Linked DNA regions of Mus musculus: all the other regions are linked to region 3. A link is a contact called in public ChIA-PET, Micro-C and promoter capture Hi-C data. All regions are on one chromosome and are shown on one strand. The core of a region is the stretch at or near the end of the contact, and the rest is flanking DNA. Distances in the headings are between cores, read along the strand shown. Region 1 holds the start of Igdcc4 (immunoglobulin superfamily, DCC subclass, member 4). Region 2 overlaps Zfp609 (zinc finger protein 609). Region 3 holds the start of Mtfmt (mitochondrial methionyl-tRNA formyltransferase). Region 4 holds the start of Hacd3 (3-hydroxyacyl-CoA dehydratase 3). Region 5 overlaps Zfp609 (zinc finger protein 609).

The links. Promoter capture Hi-C pulls out the DNA fragments that hold promoters and counts their contacts. Hi-C and Micro-C count contacts between places; a contact is called where the count stands out from the background. ChIA-PET counts read pairs in DNA pulled down with a chosen protein or histone mark.
Region 1: a Micro-C map of embryonic stem cells shows a contact between it and region 3, with 4 times the contacts expected there. The contact joins the promoter of Igdcc4 here to the promoter of Mtfmt in region 3. A contact is called at or near these places in 1 of 39 promoter capture datasets (liver), 2 of 484 Hi-C or Micro-C datasets (both in embryonic stem cells) and 1 of 9 other capture datasets (adipose tissue).
Region 2: a promoter capture Hi-C map of liver shows a contact between it and region 3, with 2.1 times the contacts expected there. The contact joins the enhancer-like site here to the promoter of Mtfmt in region 3. A contact is called at or near these places in 2 of 39 promoter capture datasets (liver and pre-B cells), 2 of 115 datasets of contacts at active chromatin or transcription factors (both in embryonic stem cells) and 3 of 9 other capture datasets (adipose tissue, embryonic stem cells and pancreatic islet).
Region 4: a contact with region 3 is called in an RNA polymerase II ChIA-PET map of memory CD8 T cells, with 11 read pairs. The contact joins the promoter of Hacd3 here to the promoter of Mtfmt in region 3. A contact is called at or near these places in 1 of 39 promoter capture datasets (pre-B cells) and 3 of 115 datasets of contacts at active chromatin or transcription factors (embryonic hindbrain, embryonic stem cells and memory CD8 T cells).
Region 5: a contact with region 3 is called in a promoter capture Hi-C map of liver, with 3 times the contacts expected there. The contact joins the enhancer-like site here to the promoter of Mtfmt in region 3. A contact is called at or near these places in 4 of 39 promoter capture datasets (embryonic stem cells, liver, macrophages and 1 more), 1 of 115 datasets of contacts at active chromatin or transcription factors (large pre-B cells) and 3 of 9 other capture datasets (adipose tissue, liver and macrophages).

The regions. Positions count from the first base shown.
Region 1 is chr9:65,100,076-65,102,775 of GRCm38.p6, forward strand. It overlaps Igdcc4 (immunoglobulin superfamily, DCC subclass, member 4), which reads left to right and starts at 1,411. Exons shown (of 20, transcript NM_020043.3): 1 at 1,411-1,523. The coding sequence starts at 1,460.
Region 2 is chr9:65,811,514-65,814,362 of GRCm38.p6, forward strand. The region is part of intron 1 of Zfp609 (zinc finger protein 609); the gene reads right to left. Among named protein-coding and RNA genes, the nearest start is that of Zfp609, 15 kb to the right of the region's middle. Within about 2 kb of position 1,503, at least 24 of the 459 cell types and tissues checked have an H3K27ac peak or open chromatin away from gene starts, as enhancers often do. A contact at or near this core is called in liver, where this site is marked.
Region 3 is chr9:65,434,412-65,437,111 of GRCm38.p6, forward strand. Mtfmt (mitochondrial methionyl-tRNA formyltransferase) reads left to right here and starts at 1,371. Exons shown (of 9, transcript NM_027134.3): 1 at 1,371-1,596; 2 at 2,577-2,700. The coding sequence starts at 1,403.
Region 4 is chr9:65,020,140-65,022,990 of GRCm38.p6, forward strand. Hacd3 (3-hydroxyacyl-CoA dehydratase 3) reads right to left here and starts at 1,578. Exons shown (of 11, transcript NM_021345.2): 1 at 1,318-1,578. The coding sequence starts at 1,404.
Region 5 is chr9:65,696,694-65,699,561 of GRCm38.p6, forward strand. It overlaps Zfp609 (zinc finger protein 609), which reads right to left. Exons shown (of 10, transcript NM_172536.3): 7 at 801-976; 8 at 339-555. Among named protein-coding and RNA genes, the nearest start is that of Oaz2, 22 kb to the left of the region's middle. Within about 2 kb of position 1,443, at least 6 of the 459 cell types and tissues checked have an H3K27ac peak or open chromatin away from gene starts, as enhancers often do. A contact at or near this core is called in liver, where this site is marked.

The DNA of each region.
Region 1 (2,700 bases), core at 161-2,660, 330 kb before region 3:
CAAAAGGGATAGAACTTACTGGCAGCATGTGAGCCGGAATGGAAATGATTCTAAATCATGGGGATGCCAATGGATACAAGAAAAGGAAGAATGTAGCATTTTTCCTTTAAAAAAAAATTTTTTTTTATGTGTATGTGTGTACTTGCATGAGTTTATGTGCACCATGTGCAGGAAAGTGCCTACAAAGCCCAGAAGAGGGCATCAGATTCATTGGAAATGGAATTACAGATGGTTATGGCTGTCATATGGGTGCTGGGAGCAGAACCCAGGTCCTTTGTTAGGGCAGGAAGCACTCTAGCCACTGGGCCACCTCTCTAGCCTCAAAATCCGGATATATATATATAATTTTTATTTATTTTAAATTGTATCTAATTGTGTGTCTGCTTGTAGGTGCAGATGCCACAGAGCCCAGTGGTATCAGACCTCCTGGAGCTAGAGTTACAGACTGATGTGAGTCGCCTGGGTGGGTACCGGAACCAAATCTAGGTCCTCTGCAAATGCAATAAGCACTCTAACCGCTGAGCCATCTCTCCCATCACAAACGCATCATTTTAAATAGACGTTTAGTATGTTTTTCTCTCCCCAACCCAACCTGACATTTGATTCCCCCAGCTTTAGACACACTGAGGCAACTAACCTGGCCAGCTCAGTTGGAAAAGAGGCAGTTCTGAAAAAGAGAGTGGACCGGTGGAGGCTCAACACCATTAGCAGGCCCTGCACCTGCTGCTTTAAGCCTCCTGTCCTTAGGGAGTCCCCACTACAAACCCAAATATTCCCAGTATGCAGGTATGTAAAATGGTGGTAAGCAAGTCTTCGTTGTCCCTCACAGAGGTGGAACACAGTACAGACTGGGTTGGCTACTGAGGAGGAAGGAAGGAAGCCAAGAGAATCCCTCAGCTTGGCATGGAAGAGGTAGCGGGGACAAGGAATTGTAGTGTCCTCAGAGAGTCTGTTGGTGCAGCCTGTGGAGAGGCTAAACAGGATTCAGGTCAGGCTGTGAGTTGGAAAAGGACAGGTCTCAGTGAACTGAGCCTGGAACAGAGGTGGAGGCGACCCTGAAGGTAGAGTCATGGTAGGGTTAGGGAACAGAGATCCAGAGGCTCAGGTAAAAAGATGAACAGAAAGGAGCCTGAGGTGACCCGAGGAGCGGGAGGCTCCCGCGTGCTGAGTGAGCCGCAGGAGCAGGCTGGTGGCGCGCGGGCGCGTGTCCCCTGTGGTGCAGGGTGGCCACACTGGCGGGGCGCCCCCGCGTGGGCCGCTAGCCCAAGATGGCGATGGAGGGGCGGGCGAGCTGGCCGCGGCCCCGGCCCCCGCGCCGGCCCCCGCTCGGGCCCCGGCCCCGGAGGCCGCGCCCCCGCCCGCGGCGCCGCGCCTCCCGGAGCCACTGACGCCCGGCGCGCCCTCCCCCGGCGGCGGCCCAGGCGCCCGGACGCGGCGGCAGCGGCCCGAGCCCGGCCCTATGGCGCGGGCGGACACGGGCCGCGGGCTCCTGGTGCTGACCTTCTGCCTGCTGTCCGCGCGCGGTAAGGGCCCGGGTGGCCGCAGTCGCGAGTGGGCGTCCCCGGCGCCCGCGATGCTTGCGCGCCGGGGGCTGTGGGGACTTGCCCCCAGGGGGTGTGTGTCCTTGCTGTGCACAGCCTGGCACCGTGCGTGTCCCCCTGCGCGTGGCCCTTGTGCATGTGAGGTTTGCATGTGTGTGTCCTGCGGGGGTGGGGGTGTCCTGCGGGGGAACGTGTCCACAGCGCGTGCCTAAGGCGCCGGGTAGCATCGCCAGCGCGCGGGTGGCTGCAAGCGGGACATGATTCTGCCCTGCCCGCAAGCGTCTCGCGGTCGCGAGTGTGCCTGAGAGAGCGGGCGGGGAGGGAGTGTACACTTACACCTCCATTTGTGTCGGGTGCGTGTGTAACTGGATGGGACTGAGCTAATATTTGGCCTTGGCTTTTGGGGAGTGTCCTTGCTCTTGATGGGGGCGGCGGTGAGAAAAACCACACTCAACTTTGCCCAATGGGTGTGGCCCCTGGGGCCAGCTAGGGAGGTTGGGGGAATGTGGAGGTGTTGTGGACCCAAACCCAGGGTTCGGAGTGGGGCTGGGGGAAGGGCAGGAAACCAGTTGCTTTGCCGAACGCGTCCAACACTCGCTCTCTGGATGGGACGCGTGTCACTCCTGCCCCACCCCCAAGGGCGGACCAGGGAAGCGTGGACGAGATCAGCAAGGCCCCCTCCAGTGCCCAGGTCCTAGTGTTGGGTAGGGTCAAGGGTAAGGATCACAACTGTCCACACCAAAGAAAGGACTGGGGGCGGGGGGAGACGAAGTGTCCAAGTGTGTATGCCAAAGCTGTTTTTACCACCCCCGGCCCTCTCACTCTCAGTGGGGTGTGCGTTTGGGGGACAGCCCAAAGGAGGTTAGGTGGTAGGGCCTGGAGGGGGATGGGCTGCCCGCTTTGTTCGATTACTTCTTGCCTTCCCTGCCGAGGGGGGAGTTAAGGATGTGTCCGGGGCGAGTCGGGGAGGGACTTGGCAGTGGGGGTGGGGAGGGGGATTTTTCTCCAGCTGCTGCGGCTTTCCAGAGAGACTGGGCCAGGCCACGTGGGAGGGAGACAGGGAGGGAGGCGGGGGGTGGTGGAAAGGAGCCTCCGCTGGGCCAACCCCAGGCCCATCTCCAGGAAAACAGCGGGTGGGAGAGTGCTGGAAACAGCTCGG
Region 2 (2,849 bases), core at 253-2,752, 380 kb after region 3:
TAGTTCAGCAAGGCTTAATAATCTCTTTAAACTGAGAAGCTAGGAATGCAGTGCAGTGGTAGGCCAGATACTTGTTCAATTCCCAGCATGGGAAAATTGAGGGGGTGGTAGTGGTGGTGGTGGAGGAGGAGGAGGAGGAGGAGGAGGAGGAGGAGATGGAGGAAGAGGAGGAGGTGGAGATGGAGGAGGAGGAGGAGGACTAGGGATGTAGTTCACTTAGAAGAGTGATTGTCTAGCATACACTAAGCCCTAGGTTGAATCCCTAGCACCACATAAAGCAGGTGCAGAAAGATATCCCAGCACTAAGGAAGTAGAGGTAGAACCAGCAGTTCAGAATAACTGTTGGTTATAAAGTAAGGTTGAGGCCAGGCACAGCATGTGAAACCCTGTCTCTAAATGAATGAATAGATAAAAACAAGCTCCAGGGTTTGGACTATAGGCAAATATAGTATCATAGCACACAAGAGGTCCTAGTTTCAACTGTCAGCAAGATGAGGAGGAAACAGTTTAAAGAACTGTTAGGGGCTTGAGAGATTGCTCAGTGGTTAAAAACATGTACAGTTCTTGTGGATGATCTGGGTTCAATTCCCAGCACCCACACGACAGCTCACAACCATCTGTAACTCTTGCTGCAGGAGATTTACCACCATCTTCTGACTTCCATGAACACAAAGTACAAAAGATGGACATACATACATGTAGGCAAACACCCAAACACATAAAATAGACATCTTTAACCCCCCTAACACACATTGTTATTAAAGTCTTCACATTCTTTGTCTACTAACTCTGAGAAGTATCTACCCAGAACAAGACAGTAACACACATTAGGCACGTCTTAGTTTTATTTAGTTCTGATTATGCTCCTAATGATGCCCAGCATTTCTTTGGCAGCACACTGACCCAATTTTTCTAGGAATTGCTTACCAGAGTTTCCAGTTTCATTTGGGAGTTACTATTGTTAACTAGAAATTACTCATCCTGAGAAAGAGCATGAGACTTTTTGCTTTTTTTTTTTTCTTCAATTCTTGCACTCTGAGGTTCACCAATGTTTCATTTTGCTCATTATATGTATTCCTGAAATAAAACCTCAAAGGGCTTCAAGTTCTTGCCTGTCTGGTGGTACATTTCTCTAATTCTAACATTTGGAAAGTGTAAGCAGGAAGACTAAGAACTCAAGGTCACACTTCTTGCTCATTCCTCAGCGCACTAGCCCACTCCCAGTTTTGGGAGTACCTTTCCCTTCCTTAATAAGCTATCTCTATTTCTACTCCATGCCTAACTTAAAAGGCAAGACCTTTTCTCTTTCCTCCTAATGGCTTCCAGGATTTTTACCTAACCTGTACTGCTTTTCTTTTAAACTCCAATAAAATAGCCCTTGAGCTTAAGAGAGAGTCCAAGGTCATCTTTGGCTACATAGTGAGTTTCCATTAGCCTGAACTACACAAGACCCTGTCTCATTAATTAAAAAAAGTGGCTCAGCAGTTAGAAATGCTTGCAATGTAAGCATGGCCTCATACACTTCAGTAACCCAAGCACTGAGTGACGCAGAGACAGATAGAGTTGCTTGGGCTCACTGGCTGCCAGCCTAGGTTAAAAAAAAAACAAAAAACAAAAACCTAGCGAGCTTCCAGGTTCAGAGAGAGACCTGGTGTCAAAGAAACAGGACAGAGTGACAGAAAGAACCTGTGCACATACATGATCACACAGCACATCACACCTTCATGCCACAGAATTGTAATATTGCTCGTGTGTGCGTGTGCACAGTGTGCATGAGGATGCACACACCCTCCTCTATCACTGCCCACTTTATACTCGAACAGGGATCCACCCACCCCCACTCTCACCCACCAAATACTGGGGTTACAGATGTATGTTACTGCAGTCAGCTTTTACACGGGTGTTGAGAATCTGAACTATGGGTCTTGATGTTTACACGACAAGCACTTCACCAATGGAACTAGATCTCCAGACCCTTAAGATTTTTTTTTTAGGGGTGGAGGGCAGGTTTCCAGACAGGATTTCTCTGTGTAACCCTGGCCATCCTGGAGCTCACTGGGTAGACCAGGCTGTCCTCAAACTTATATATAGAGATCCACCTGCCTCTGCCTCCTGAGTACTGGGATTAAAGGTGTGCACCACCACAGTCTGGCTTTCAGACCCTTAAGATTTCAATTATGGAAAACATTTATTAGGCTGGCAAAATGGTTCAGTTGGTAAAAACCCTGAGCCAATCCTGGAACTACATACAAGTAGAGAGAACTAACTCCACAAAGTTGCCCTCTGACCATACACATCATGGAACTAGGGCCTCATACAAACAAGATGAAAGTACACACACACATACAAATGAAAACAAAAATAACAAATGTATTTATTCAAGTGCTAAACAAGATTGATGCCATTACCTAAGTGCTTTTATATAAAGCTTATCACCAAGATGATGTTTGGAGGCAAACATCACAGTAGAATGAAAAAAAAAAAAGTAAAAAATAAGACTGCTGAGGTGGCTTAGTGGACAAAGGCACTTGTTGCCAAGCCTAACAATATGAATTTGAACCCTAAGACCCACATGGTGGAGGAGAGAACCAACTCCCACAACCTGTTCTCTGGCCTTTGTGAATCACCACAGCATGACTATATATATGTATTCACATATGCATTCATGTCATAATCAAGGAAAACCACAGATAAACATCTATTACTACTTCTCCTAACAGCTCTACTTGTGTACATGTAGACATGTTGAGGTCAGATGACAACTTGTGCCCTCTTCCACCATCTGGGCTTTAGGACCTGAACGTGCGTTGTGAGGTATGGCAAAACAAGTGCCTGTACCTCCTCAAGTC
Region 3 (2,700 bases), core at 121-2,620:
AGTCTCCTAGATCTGGCAATGTGTGTGCTAGAAAACAAACTCAGGTCCTCTGCAAGAACAGCGAGCATCTTAACCACTGAGCCGTCTCTCCAGCTCCAGTAGGTCACACCTTCAGTCGGTATTCAAAAGACAGCACCTTGAGTGTCAGAATCATGTTCCACTTCCCCTAAGTTAGGATTCTGGGACTGACTTGATCAGAGGAGGATACGGCTTGGCATCACATCTCATTTCCCTCATATGGTCAGATGCACCGGCTAGCAGCATCATAATCTTTGCCTCTCTTTTCTACTTAGCCCAAGGAATTTGCCGCTCTCTGGGCACACATTGGCCAACTTTCCACAACTATGGCAAACAAAGCCGCTCTCAGTTTTGAGGGGACACATGGAGAAAAAAATTATTGAATCTGTGAGGTAGGAGTTCAAGGCCTCAGGGAGGGTGTTGTCTTAGCACTGAAAAATGGATACCATTTAGTGAGGAAGAGAGGAAATGTGAGGTGGATGGAACGCTCAAGGGCACAGAAGCAGGGATCCTCAAAACTAAATGAAAGACTGCTCCAGGGCCTCTGGCTTTCAGGCCATGTGACAGGAATTAGATGAGAGAGGAACCTGATGCTGCTCTATAGCCAGAGCCAGCGTCACAAGCATGACCCATGTTAAGGACCCCAGTGTACCTTGGAAACACATATCTATCTGCACACCATGGTCTTCAGAGGTCTTCAGCAGATAGCCCTCACCCCTCCGTTTCCCTACAGTCTCCCTATGGCATCCCACATGGGAGGCCTGAGAATCTAAGAGTCTTGGATTCCTGAAGTGACTTCAGACAGGTGAGCAAACCTTAGTTTCATTGGGTGTGGAAATCCTGAGTTGCTTAGTAGTTAAGATTGCTGTTCAGGTCGAATGGTTAGGATCATGGCTTTGGAGCTGGAGGGACAGGACCCCTCGTTGCAGAGATGGCTCAGCAGTTAAGAGCACTGGCTTCCCTTCCATAGGACCCAGGTTCAATTCCCAGGCCCATGTGGCAGCTCAGAACTGTCTCGAGTTGTAGGGGATTCCACACTCTTACACAGACATGCATGCAGGCAAAGCACCAAAGCACGTAAAACAAAAATAAATTAAAAAAAAATTTGTAAAGTTTTAAAAAATAGTTTCTTTTAAAGGTTTGTTTTATTCATATGAGTGTCTTGCTTGTGTGTATATATCTGCAGTGTTCTTTGAAGAGCTTGGCTGAATAATACACATCAAAGTCCCCTCAAATTTCTTCCTTAGTGGTTCTTCAGTTGAGCCACGCCTCCAAAGCGGCAGGCCCCGCCTTGTCGTCTGCGCGTGCTTGGGCCTTTGAGCTCTTTGCTCCGCCCCCCACCATGGGCACGCATGCGCATGGTGGGCCGCTGCGGGCCGAGGTGATGCTCCTTCCGCGGTGCTGCTGGGGTCGGTGGCTGATGGGAAGGAGGCCACGCTGTTCCTGTCAAGCACCTGCCGGGTTCGACGGGAAGGACGGCCGAGGTTCCCGAGTCCGCGAGAAGCCGCCTTGGCGGGTGCTGTTCCTCGGCACCGACCACTTTGCCCGGGAAACGCTGCGGGCGCTGCACGCCGCCAGGTACCGGGGCAGGGTCCCACGCCGAGCCGCGGTGGCGACCCCAGGGCAGCGAGGTCCCGGGAAGGCGCCCTGTTGGGTCCCGGCCGGCAGAGCTCCTGTGGCTCCTGCAGCATCTGCCAGCAGACCCTCCATCTCCCCGAGCCTGGGAACCGGTACCTGGAGAGGCCCGGCCAGTACCCAGGGTCGTGGGCGGAGCCGGTTAGCTGAAAAGGGCTGTGACTCCAAAGTTCGTCCCTTCCTGGTGTTGGTGGCCTCCGTTTCCTTGCCCTTTTACACGCCTGTGTTTTCAAATGAATACATTTCTAAGTTAGAACAGTTTCATATACATATAATATTTATGCGATTTAACTAACCTTGTCTACTAGGAAGAAAGTTATTTGTAATTCACCCTTTCCTGAAAGGCTGCTGTGTCTACCGCCCCACTTCCCTGGAAGGATATTTGGTTATTTATCGGTCCCTGGTTTCCAGGCACTTATCTCGCCTCCATCCCTGCCTTCCTACAAACACTTTTCTTTTTAAATAAGATTTTTACTTTGAGATTTTATTTGTATGTGTGTGTGTCTATGAGCATGTACGTGTTGGTGCCTGTGGAGGCCTAAAGTGAGTGTCCCATTCCCTGGAGCTGGAGTGACAGGCCCTTGTGAGCTACACCCTGTGGATGCTGTAAGAAGAGAGCTGACTTCTGAAAGTTTTCCTCTCATTTCCACACACATGCTGTAGCATACGCCTGCACACACGCACACAGTAATAATAGCACATGCCCACACCATGCACACAATAATAATAATAAAAGACAATTTAATTTTTAAATTATTAAATTTAAACCCTGTGTGTTGGTTGCAAAAAATCTTAATTATTTTAGCTCTAAATGTACTATGGGTTTAATCATAAAAATAGCTTTGCTGTGCATGAAATAGTTTAGCTTTGGGCTGTTGCCCTGACACTGTCAAATTTTTTTTCCCCCAATCTTTCTGATTCAGAGACGGCAAAGAGGAAAAGTTAATTGAGAAACTGGAGGTTGTCACAGTGCCTTCGCTATCCCCCAAAGGACTACCTGTGAAGCAATATGCTATTCAGTCTCAGCTCCCGGTGTACGAGTGGCCC
Region 4 (2,851 bases), core at 328-2,827, 410 kb before region 3:
AGCCCCAGAAAGATAAAGCCTCCATAGGGGTGAGGGACTCGTTCTTCCCAAAATTTCTTAAAAAGGACTTTTCTCTCCAAAAGAAATGTTCTCCTTTCTTCTCCACCTTCACAGTGTTCACTGTTAACGTGTTTCAAACTCGAATCTCTGGGCATGGTGGTGCACACTTGGAATCCCAGCACTCAGGAGGCAGAGGCTGGCAGATCTCTGTGAGTTCCAGGCCAGCCTTGGTCTACATAGTAAGTTCCAGGCCAGCCATAACTATATAGCATGACTGTCTCCAAAATACAAAAATAAAAATTAAAAACAAAAACTTTTTTTTCTATTTTAGCAAAGAATCTTGTAGCAGAGTAGAGAACAATAGCACAGAGAATTATTCATCCTATTCTAGAGTAGCATTTATTCGGGTTTGCTTACACCTTAAATGAAATTTACTGCTTACTCAAAGACATTCTGGCCAGTATTAGCTTCATCGTTCACAAGGGGAAATTATTTACATTCCAGAAGCAAAGATTAGACTCAAGTGGACATGGGCACCTAGACCCTGCAAGAAAATAGACCAGATGAATTGATGAATTCAGACAGGTATCTAACTGCGAGCAAGAAACAGTTCAGAGGAATGAAGATTACAATACCATGGATGTCAAGGAGACTAGGGAAAGAACATTCCAGACCAAAACCACTCGCTTCACACAGAATACTGGATGGTCTGGTTAGAGACATGGGAAGTTCCCAGGGATTTGATTTGCTCACATTAATAGGTAAACGTGGTGAAATGAATACTTAATGTCACACGATAATTTCTTTACGCAACTTGCTAAGGCTGAGCTCGCAGCCTTAAAGAGAGGATGGAAATCATTTCCTTGGTGAGCGGAGGTGTGGTGTAGATTTCTATCACTGAACGGTTGGGGGGTTGCCCCCCGCCCAGCCCAGCGACGGGCCTTGAGAAGGTCAATGGGCCGCCCGGACTAAACCTCAGAGGCCAGCGCTGACGTCCTGCTACCGCACAACAGGCCACTGTCAAGCCGCACTTTAGACCCACGGAGCTCATCCCACAATTCAGAGGGCCTTAGGCAACCCGAAGGCCAGCCGCCGGCTTCCAGGACTCTGCTGAGGCTCCCCAGGGCGCCTACCAGGAACAAAGGGGATACCGGGGCCAAGCGCAGAACGCCGGACGGCACCTGCAGCCCCTAAGGGAGACCGGGGCGCTCCACTCGCGGTTCCTGCTGGCGCACTGCAGGAGCGCAAACGCACAGGGCGGCCGACGGGGACCGGGGGGCCCCCGATCCTGCGCGCAGCCCGCAGCCCGGCCTTTACCTGCACGTCACTCAGCTCCACGCGCAGATACAGCTCGCGGTGTCGCTGAGCCCAGTAGACATGCGGCGTCAGCACTTGAGTCTCCATGGCCCACGCTGTCCGGGGGAGCGGGGAGGCTCGGCTTGCTGCGCCTCGTTACCTCGGCCTGTGAGCCGCTGGAGCTAGCAGAACGCAGGCCTCAGACCCGCACGCTCCGCAGCCCGCAGCCCGGCTGTCTCGAGATAACCCACGCTCGCGGCTCGCGCTTGCGCAGTGAGGACCGGGGCGGGAGGGCGGGGCGAACCCAGCGAGGGAGAGGACGGGGCGGGACGTGGGAGAGGCTAGCGGCTGCGCCACGTGATCAGCGGCTCAGTGGCCTTCGGATCAGAGGCTTTTGAGCTCCTCGCTTACCTCCTGTGGCGCTTCAGAGAGGTCCTTGCACAAGAACATGAAAGTGAGAGGCTCTAATCTACAAAGAAAGGGCGGATTGGCGGCGTATGAAGAGGCTTGTGTGCAAGGATCCCTTCCAAGTTTTTTTGTATGATCGCAGCGTTTAGTGAGAACCCACTTCCTCCCTGGGCTTCAAGGCCACACACAGAAAGACAGATGAGCCATTCAAGACATACATTGGTGTTGCTTTTTTTTTTTCTTCCTTCCTTCCTTTCTTTCTTCTTTCTGTCTGTCTTACTATGTAGCTCTAGGTGACCTGAAATTCACTTGGTAGACCAGATCCAGGGACCTGTCGTCTGCTTTTGCCTCCCTTGTGATTTAAAGGTGTGCAACACCTCCCCTGGCCTCAGGCTTCCTGTTTTAAGAGAGATGGTTTCCATTCACTGCCCAACAAACAGAACAGCCCATTCGTTATAGCTATCTACATGAACTAATAAGCAAACAAACAAATCAGTTCCTTGGCATCCCTAGCCCCGTCCTGAGCATTTGAGGACCTGGATGCTGCAGACAGGCACTCTACTATAACCTCAGCTCCTTGTAGTGTCATCATCTGTTTCTAAGTTTTTCTGTAAAGGAGCACAGCTATTATGGGCCCATTTCCAGGGAAATCAATAAGGAGACAGAGACAGAGAGACAGAGATTAGTAAGAGGACTAGAGGACTAGAGGACTATAGCCTAGTCGGTAGTGGGTTTGATCCCCAATAGCACATAAATCAGGACTAGTGGTGAACACCTGTAATCTCAGCACTTGAGATGTTCAGAAGTGCAAAGTCATCCTTAGTTACGTACTGAGTTCAAGGCCAACCTGAACAAACAAAGGAAAGGGAAATAAAGTAGAGTTTATCATCCAGGCTAAAAAGTACACGGTGGTGGGGCAGGGTGAGGGAGACTAGAAGGCAAGGCCAGGGGCAGGGGGATGGGAATAAGGCTTTTATGATGATGTCAGTCAAATGAAAAAGAAACCACACTGTCCTCTCTAGAGACTGCCCCCCCCCCTCCTAGCCCTGTTTGGCTCAGGGCCATGTCTCCCTTCTCAGAGATCAGTCATTACTCCTGCAGAAAGCTTTCATTTGGTCCTTGACACTGATAAAGGCTATTGCCAGGA
Region 5 (2,868 bases), core at 193-2,692, 260 kb after region 3:
GGACTAAATTCAGGTCCTCTGTTTATAAGGCAAGTGCTTCACTAAGTCTTCTTCCCATTCCACCTTGAATTTATTTTTATATTACTGCTTCAACCTGAGTGCTGGGAATCTCAGATTAGAAATCTGGGGGTACCCAGCACTTGGGAGGCAGAGGCAGGCGGATTTCTGAGTTCGAGGCCAGCCTGGTCTACAAAGTGAGTTCCAGGACAGCCAGGGCTACACAGAGAAACCCTGTCTCGAAAAACCAAAATCTGGGGGTGAAAGATTCTTTGAGGGCAGGGGCCTTGTTACAGGCAGTACTACTGAAATGGAAACAAAGCTGGAGGAAAGAGCCTTACCTGCGGCATAGGGTAGGTTGTACTGTGCTGGGAGCAAGGAATAGCCCAAGTGGTGGTGGTGGTGGTGTGTGGACATCAGGCGCTGGGAAGGGGATGTGCGGGGCCGGTCGGCACTCCTGTCAGTACCTCCTGCTCCCGCAACACTGCCACAGCTGCCACCACCCCCAACCACCCCACAGCCTCCTCGATCTCTCTCCTGAGAATTTTTATCACTTATCTGGAAAGGAAAGGAGACATATCAAGACACTATAATGAGATATATACACACTAGTGATCTAACCAGTGTCCTATATTATGACTCTAAAACTGCAGGGTATCTACAAATAGAGGGAGTGCCCTTATGAGGCTGGTATCAAGTCACCCAAGTAGCATCTTGTCAGGGCCTGCACTTGCCCACTCCTCCCATGCTGTGGCTTCTACTCCGTGGTCTTTGGACAAGGACCTGGGCTGTCCTCCACTTACCGTGGGAGACTTGCTCTTGTAGTGACTGGCATGTTGCTGCAAGATGTCCAGGGCTTTGGACTCTGAGCTGGCTTTACAGCTCACACTGGGGCTGGCACGGGCCTTGTCAGCGTCCTCGCCACCTGAGACCTTGCTGCCATACGGGGAGAAAGAATAGCTGGAAGGCAAATAGGAACCTAGGAAAGGGGAAATCAAGCAGTCAGAGGAAATGAAGGCAGAAGAGACTGCTCTAGTGAAGGGTCAGGTGGCATCAGCTCGCCTAAGCAGTCCCAGACACTTTTAACCACAGCTCCTGGCTTCCTCCTCTTTTAACAAGCTAAGAACAGGTGAAGGGATAGCATATAGCACTCGGTTTACCAAAGCTGACTTCTCAGTTCTCCTGAGTTATCTCAGAGTCCTATGATAAAGTGGAAAGATCCAAGGAGTTAAAGTCAGACAGCCTTGGGCTGCATAACTGTAAATGAAGTGACAGCCTTTTGAGTTTCAGTTTATTATCAAAATGAAGATATTAGCAGGCATGACAGTACAGCCATAATCCCAACACAGGTGGTTGGGACAGAATTCTGCACTCAGTGTCAGCCTAGACTACATGAGATCCTGTTCTCCAAAACAAGGGCTGGTGAGATGGCTCATGGGTAAAAGGACTTGCTGCCAGGCCTGATGACCTGAGTTTGATCCCAGCACTCAGGCTAGAAGCAGGCAGACCTAGGTGAAGTTGAAGCCAGTTTCATCTATTCCAGGCCAGCCAGGATTACATAATGAAACCATGTTTTAATTGGAAAAGAAAAAGGGGTGGTGGTGGTGGTAGGCCAGGTGTGGGAGTACACACCTTCAATTCCAGTACTGGAGAGGCAGAGGCAGGCAGATTACTGAGTCAAGACCAGCTTGGTCTACATGATGAGTTCTGAGACAGCCAGGACTGTTTCAAAAAAGGGTGGTGGTCCTGGAGAGATGGCTCAGTATCTGGTAAGAGTACTTATTGTTCTTCCAGAGAACCTGTGTTCAATTCTCAGCACCCACATCAGGTGGCTGACTGTAACCCCAGCTCCAGCGGAGCTGATGTTCTCTGTAAACACTGTGATTACATGCATTTTTTCCTTCTCCCTCTCTTGCCCCTCACATACACACATTTATAAACAAATCTAAAAAATAAGCAAAAGATACTAGTACAAAAAGAACAGGAGCATATATAATGCTCTAATCCAGGACTAGGGAGGCAACAGTAAGAGGATTGTTTCAAGGAAGGTAGCCTGAATACAGTAAATTCTAGCATAGAATTTACAGAATCTAGTTCCAGCAAAGTCTTTTCCCAAACAAGCAACAGGAAGATAGGTGCACACACACCTGTAGTGTTAGCTGAGGCAGGAAGATGAGATGAAGGTCAGCCTGGGCTTAGATGGCCAGACTATGTCTCAGAAACTGAAGCTGGGCTGGAGAGACACATCAGTGGTTAAGAACACTTGCCTCCATTGCAAAGGACCCAGATTTCATGTCTAGCACCTCCATGGTGGCTCCACCTTTCCTGGCTTTCCTGGGTATCATGCATGCACATGGTGCACATAAATACATTCAGGTAAACATTCACACAAACATACGCAACCATGCTTGCATACAAGCACGAGGATCAAAGCTCAGATCACCAGGGCCTACAGAAAAGGCCAGGTCAAAGTGCTCATAGTTCTACAAGTGTGAGGGTACAGACAGCAAAACCCCTGGAACTCGTGGCAAGTCAGTCTAGAATAATTGAGTTTTAGGTTCAGTGAGAGACCCTGTTTAAAAAAATAAATCATGGAAGAAGATAAATGACATTGACCTCTGACCTACACACAACATGCAAATGCATAGAAACACAAGCTGGGTGTGGTGGCTATGCTTATAATTCCAGCACTTGCGAGCAGAGCCAAGAAAAAGGAGGAAAGCTGGTTAATTATAGGCTAACAAACAAGGGCTCCATAATATGACTGTCTCAACAATGAAGACAGAACAACAGGGAAAAATGCATAAATCATTTAAGACAGTGCATGGCCCAGAGACAAGCCTCAGCGGATGGAGCTTTATTTGTATATAG